Regions from separate parts of the Zea mays genome. Here region 1 is linked to region 2. The links are chromatin contacts, called in public Hi-C maps. All regions are on one chromosome and are shown on one strand. Each heading gives the region's core, a stretch centred on a gene start, on an enhancer-like site or on the middle of the called end of the contact. The rest is flanking DNA. Distances are from core to core; before and after follow the strand shown. Region 1 holds the start of LOC114108589. Region 2 holds the start of LOC100502165.

Region 1 (2,700 bases), core at 25-2,524, 190 kb before region 2:
AGAGAGCACTGCAGTGATTTTAGGTAATCAAATGATGAGCACAGCATACACAAGGAGCCGTTTTTTACCAAACGATTTGCAAAAAGCATCTGCTCCTGCAAAGGAGCTACTCTTTTGGAGGAGTTGGAGCCGGAGCCGTTTCCAGAGGAGCCAGAGCCCTTCCAAACGAGCCCTAAATGATGTTGTTCCTGGAGATATTATATGGCCGGCCATCACACAGCCTGGACGACCACCCGGGAACACAGCTCGCCCATAATGGATGGCTACTGGTTGGATTGAAAGCAGCGCACTAATGCCGACGCCGACGTGCTCGGGAGTCGGGATATGCTATGGGTGCGCTCAGGCCCGCTCGGCTCAGGAACGGTCGAACGGAAACGCGCACTGCGGCACCAACCTGATACGACGCGTCTGCTGCGGAGACGCCGATGTCAGTCGCGGCGGCGGCGGCCGCCTCGTCCACCAGGAAGTCCTCGACGTGCCACCCGGGCAGCGTCTTGGTGAGGTACTCGGAGATGCTGCTGCTGTCGCTCCCGTGGCTGGTGGCGGGCGCCGACGACGGAAGAGGAGGAGGATGTGCGGCTGCGTCGCCGGCGCTGCAGCAGAAGCTGCCGCTGCTGTTCTCGTCGTCCTCCTCCTCCTCATCCTCCGGCGCCGGGCACGCGGCGGCGGGCTCGGCGGAGAGGCGGACGCCCGTGAGCAGGAACCGGGCGTGGCGCATGGTCAGGTCGCTGGCCGTGTGCACCGACACGTCGCAGTCGCGGCACAGGATGGCGCGGTCCTCCTTGCAGAACAGGAGCCCCCGCTTGTCCTGCATGCATATCGATCAGAGGCAGGCAGGGCACACCTCGCAGGCTGAACAATCGGAAAGAACCCCGTCCGAAGAGATTTATTTTGCACGGGGATCGGGGGATGGATGATCGAGTGAACCTGGCAGATGTCGCAGAGCGGCGGCGGCGGCGGTGGCGCCGGGCTGAGCAGCGAGAAGCGGCGGTGCTTGCCGGCGAGCTTGTTGGCGCGGTGCACGCGGCGGTCGCACGCGTCGCACAGCGCCGCCTCGTCGGCGCAGCAGAACACCTCGGCCGCCTCGGCCGCGCACACGTCGCACTGCACCTTCATCTCGGCCACTCCACTCTGCTTTTCCCTCAAGCGATGATCGCGCGCGCTCTGGCGGCTCAGCTCAGGGCTTGAGCTCCGGGCAATCGTATGGATGAAAGCGAGTCGGAGCTAGCCGCGCGGAGGATGGTAATGGTATGCTACTTACTAGTCCTAGCTAGACCGGACGGGCTTAGTAGTGCGGAGACATATGTGTGTGGGGGCTATGGCACTTTTATATGCCGCGACGAGATGGCACGAGGCGACTTGTGGGTTAAGCTTAAGCAGAAGCGATTAGGTGCCGTCGCTTCGCTTGTAATAAAGGGACGAGGATCCGCACTGAAAGCCAGGTCAAGACGACGACGGAGAAGGCAGGAAGGAGGAGGCTTTCCTGTGCATGTCATCAGCATCTGCATCTGCCTGGGGACTGTGCTGTGCCGACCTGACGTGTGTTAGGTCCGGTGTTTACGTCCGGCGGCCGGGCCATGCATCTCAGACTCAGAGACGGACCTCCTTGTCCGTGTCGACCATCTCTTCTGTGTGCCCCCCCGGTTTGACCTCATTTCGTGACGGTTCCGGCGGTACGGACGCGGACTTTTGAAGAGCGCGGCGCGGTAGTGTCAAATTACTCCGACGGAGGAGAAGAGAGGAGAGGAAAGGAAACACCGTCGTCTGCGGCGGCCGGCGGGCGGTAGCGTCACGCCGCCTATTTCTTCTTCATGGTTCTGCTGTTGACCACCGGGATTCTGACGTGTCTATCTATCGTTCTATTATTATGTTACTAGTATTCGTGTGTGTGTATACATATAAATATATAGGAGTCGGGAATCGTATAGTAGGCTACTAGCTAGCTACCGTGTAAGTGAGATCCTGGCGATCCGGAACAGGGTTATGGCTTGGTCAATGGAAGCGCACCGTGTATTCACCTTTTAGATTAACAGTAAATCGCTCAATTTGACTTGTAAGAATTTGGTAGCACGGTAAAAAAAAACACAGAACAATGGGCAGATTCCTCGGTGCCTTCTGGATTTATGCTTATCTTTTCTTCCTCTCGTGGTGGACTGGACTTGATGGGCATGAAATGGGATGGGCGGGTCATGGTCGAAGGGAGGGCGCAGGCATGGATGGATGGGCGCTATGAGCTTTGGATCATAAAAGGCAGCAGCTAAGCTAGCCTCTCCCTTCTCTCTTATCCTGTCGCTCTCCCGCCCACTTGCACTTTATGATCCAAAGCTCATAGCGACTCTTAGAAGCGCAGCTAGCTACAGGCTACAGCCTACTGTGGAGCACCCGGAAATCCGAAGTTGAGTGCTCCATCCAGGAGCAAGCGGCCAACGGCAGAAAGCAACGCAATTCGCGGCTTGTTGCAGTATACAACCACAACTAGATAAGGACTAGTCCTTTTTTCTGGAAAAAAACACATGACATTTTCAAAGAGAGATTGAGAGAGAGAGAGATAACATACCTTTTTTTAATGGTAAGCTTTAGTCTTTGATTGAAACGAACATGACCGAGGACATCCCACGTTCCCAATTTTTTTGTTTTTTAGCCCCTTTTTTGACACAAATTTACTTTTGGACCCCCAGAAATTATATTTGCACGTTTGGA
Region 2 (2,715 bases), core at 154-2,653:
ATTTCCTAACCCTAATACGTAATACCCTGTGTCTCTGTCCCTAACGCCGCCACCGCCCACCAGAGTCCCTAACGCTGCCGCCGCCCACCAGAGTCCAGCCTCCAGCGTCCGTCCAGAAGACCAGAACTCCAAACCTCCAGTCCAGCCGTCCAGGGCACCACGCCCACGCTCCAGTACTCCACGGACCACGGCTCCAACTCGGCAGCTCGCAAGTCAGCTGCTCGCCTGCTCCAACTCGCACCACCAGTCGTCCCAGCGCACGGGCGGGAATCGCGGGATCCCAACGCACGGACTCCCCGCCGCAGTGCCGCACATCCACAGCTCACCAGGCGTCCGGCGTCCTGCCGCCCGCGTCCAGGACAGACCAAGTCCCGCCGCCGGCCGCCCGCGTCCAGGCAGCCGCCAGCCCGCTAGCCGCCCGCGTCCAAGGCTCCAGGCAACCGCCACTCCACCAGCCGTCTCCCAGGTACGCCGCCGCTGCAGATGTCTTCGTCGGTATCGGCTACGTCGAGCCCACAGTCCACAGAGAACGGTGACCATGACCCAAGCACTAGGCCAGCAGCCTCATCCCCTCCTCTACAGATTCAGGCAGGGGACGTATCATCCTCTCCGGAGACGACCAACTCAGACACCGCAAGGTGAGCTGTGAGCACTGAGCACAATCTATTCGTTTGATTTTTGGTATATTCGATTCAATATATGGTTGTTTTTGTTGTGTTTGTTATATGTGCGATTGTACTGAGCACCGATTGTGAGTAAACTTTCATTGAACTAACATCGTGACGGCGACCTCGCGAAGGGACGCCGTTGCTGCTACCGTTGTCACGGCCGGCGCTACTGTTAAAGATAATCTAATGGGTAAAACAGTGGCCTCGCCATTCAAGAAGAGTCGTGTCACCGCCAATCGAAGTCGCCTCGCTGTTGAAGGACCACCAGCTACGCCCGCTAAAGATTCTTCCACCATCTCCAGCGTAGAGTTGTTGAAATCAACGGGGTTCGATGCACGCAAACCCCTCTTTTTTTTACTTGAATGTGTTCTTTATTTATCAAGATTCCATGTAATATTTTTTTATCACATCTCAATGTATAACTGTATGCTAGAATTTAATCCGTTGCTAATTTTAGAGTCATTTGATGTTAGTTTCAGATTATGTTTGTTAATAAGGTAGTAGTACTTCTAATTACTGCTTTGTAGAAGCTTTTACTCTGAGCAACAAGACTGGAATTGGAAGAGAAGGATGCCCTTAAGCTCCAACAGCTTAGAAGTCTTATATATTCAAATATTAAGTATTGTGTATTGAACAATTAGACTCAATGCTATGTTTTGTGTGATTTGAAGGCATGATATTGCCATGTAATGTTGAATATTGTTGAACCTATGATAAAATTATGTCGGGTTCGATATATTTGTTATGTTGGTACTTATTTTTGCGTTTTAAAATGATCATGTCTATCGTAATGTTAATGGGTATGGGTACCCGATGGGTACCCGCTACCCATGGTGGGTATGGGTATGGCGTAATTTTGTACCCATGATGGGTAGTGGGTATGGGTATGGGTCAATTTTTTCTTAGTGGGTATGGGTATGGCTTCGTGTGCCCACTGGGTACCTTACCCACTGTCATCCCTAGATGGGATCCCTAGATGGGATGGGGCTGAAAGCCGCTCAGGCTCAGCTTTGCCCCTCTCTTTTTTTCCCCATCTCGTGTCCCGCGCGGGGTCACGTCGCTTGCAAGGCACATCTTCTTGGCTTGCTACTTTGCTAGTTGCTACGCCTGCGATTGCCCCAACAGCGCAGGCATCTCCCAGCACTCTAGCCGGCTCCACCAAAGAAAGAAGCTTGCCAAATGCCAAGAGCATACAATGCCTGGCAGTGGCAGTTGCAGCAAACCCAGCCCGATTGGCCCAGCTCAGTCACTTGAACGGCCCAACAATTCCAACAGTGCTTTGCGTCCTTATTAATTTGAAAGCCGAGCAAAAGGTTCCCAAACTCCAACAGCCAGTGAGGGGGGCTTACGTTGGTTGACCAGATCAAGGCATGAGCCGACTATATATATAAAACTATACTCACCGCTGGATACACGTAGACATATAAAATATTGTTCTAACACGGTAGTTATACTGTAGATAAATAAATGTCTGAAATAGTATTGTTCTAGCACGATAGATATATACTATAAAGCTTCTGGTGCAGTGTTGGGGTCACGCTTCGTCACCGAAGGTCCTGCAAGAAGAAACAGCTTCGGCTAAAGCTGCTTATACATGATGACCGAAGCTACCACTCATAAAGCTTCGATGTTGCAGCATGCCCGAAGACGAAGGATCGAACCGACTTAAAGATAGAATGACATTTTAGCCCATAAAGATCTGAGTCAATGTTGTAAACTTTTATGAGGGACATGATTGTAATTCCTCACAGGCTGTGTCCTGTGCCTATAAATAGTGAACAGTATTCCTTTACTGTTCATGATTTCCTGTAATTGCAAACGCATTACTCGAGAATTATCATCTGTCAAGGAGAAGGTATAATTGTACTCAAACTTTACGTTCTGACATTTTTATGATCAGATAATAAAATATGTAGATAATGTTGCTTATTTCTGATACATTTATCTTTAATGCTTCATGTTTGATATATTAATTCATTTTATTTTGTAAGTTTGCTCACGAAGGTATGACCTTCGTAACATTTCACTCATGGTCTTCGTCTGAAGT

Evidence for each region. Hi-C and Micro-C count contacts between places; a contact is called where the count stands out from the background.
Region 1: a contact with region 2 is called in a Hi-C map of ear, with 3 times the contacts expected there. The contact joins the promoter of LOC114108589 here to the promoter of LOC100502165 in region 2. A contact is called at or near these places in 2 of 25 Hi-C or Micro-C datasets (ear and leaf).

What each region holds. Positions count from the first base shown.
Region 1 is chr4:154,778,573-154,781,272 of Zm-B73-REFERENCE-NAM-5.0, reverse strand. LOC114108589 reads right to left here and starts at 1,274. Exons shown (of 3, transcript NM_001368233.1): 1 at 928-1,274; 2 at 395-808. The coding sequence starts at 1,116.
Region 2 is chr4:154,588,640-154,591,354 of Zm-B73-REFERENCE-NAM-5.0, reverse strand. It overlaps LOC100502165, which reads right to left and starts at 1,403. Exons shown (of 1, transcript NM_001196643.1): 1 at 60-1,403. The coding sequence starts at 540. The coding sequence ends at 214.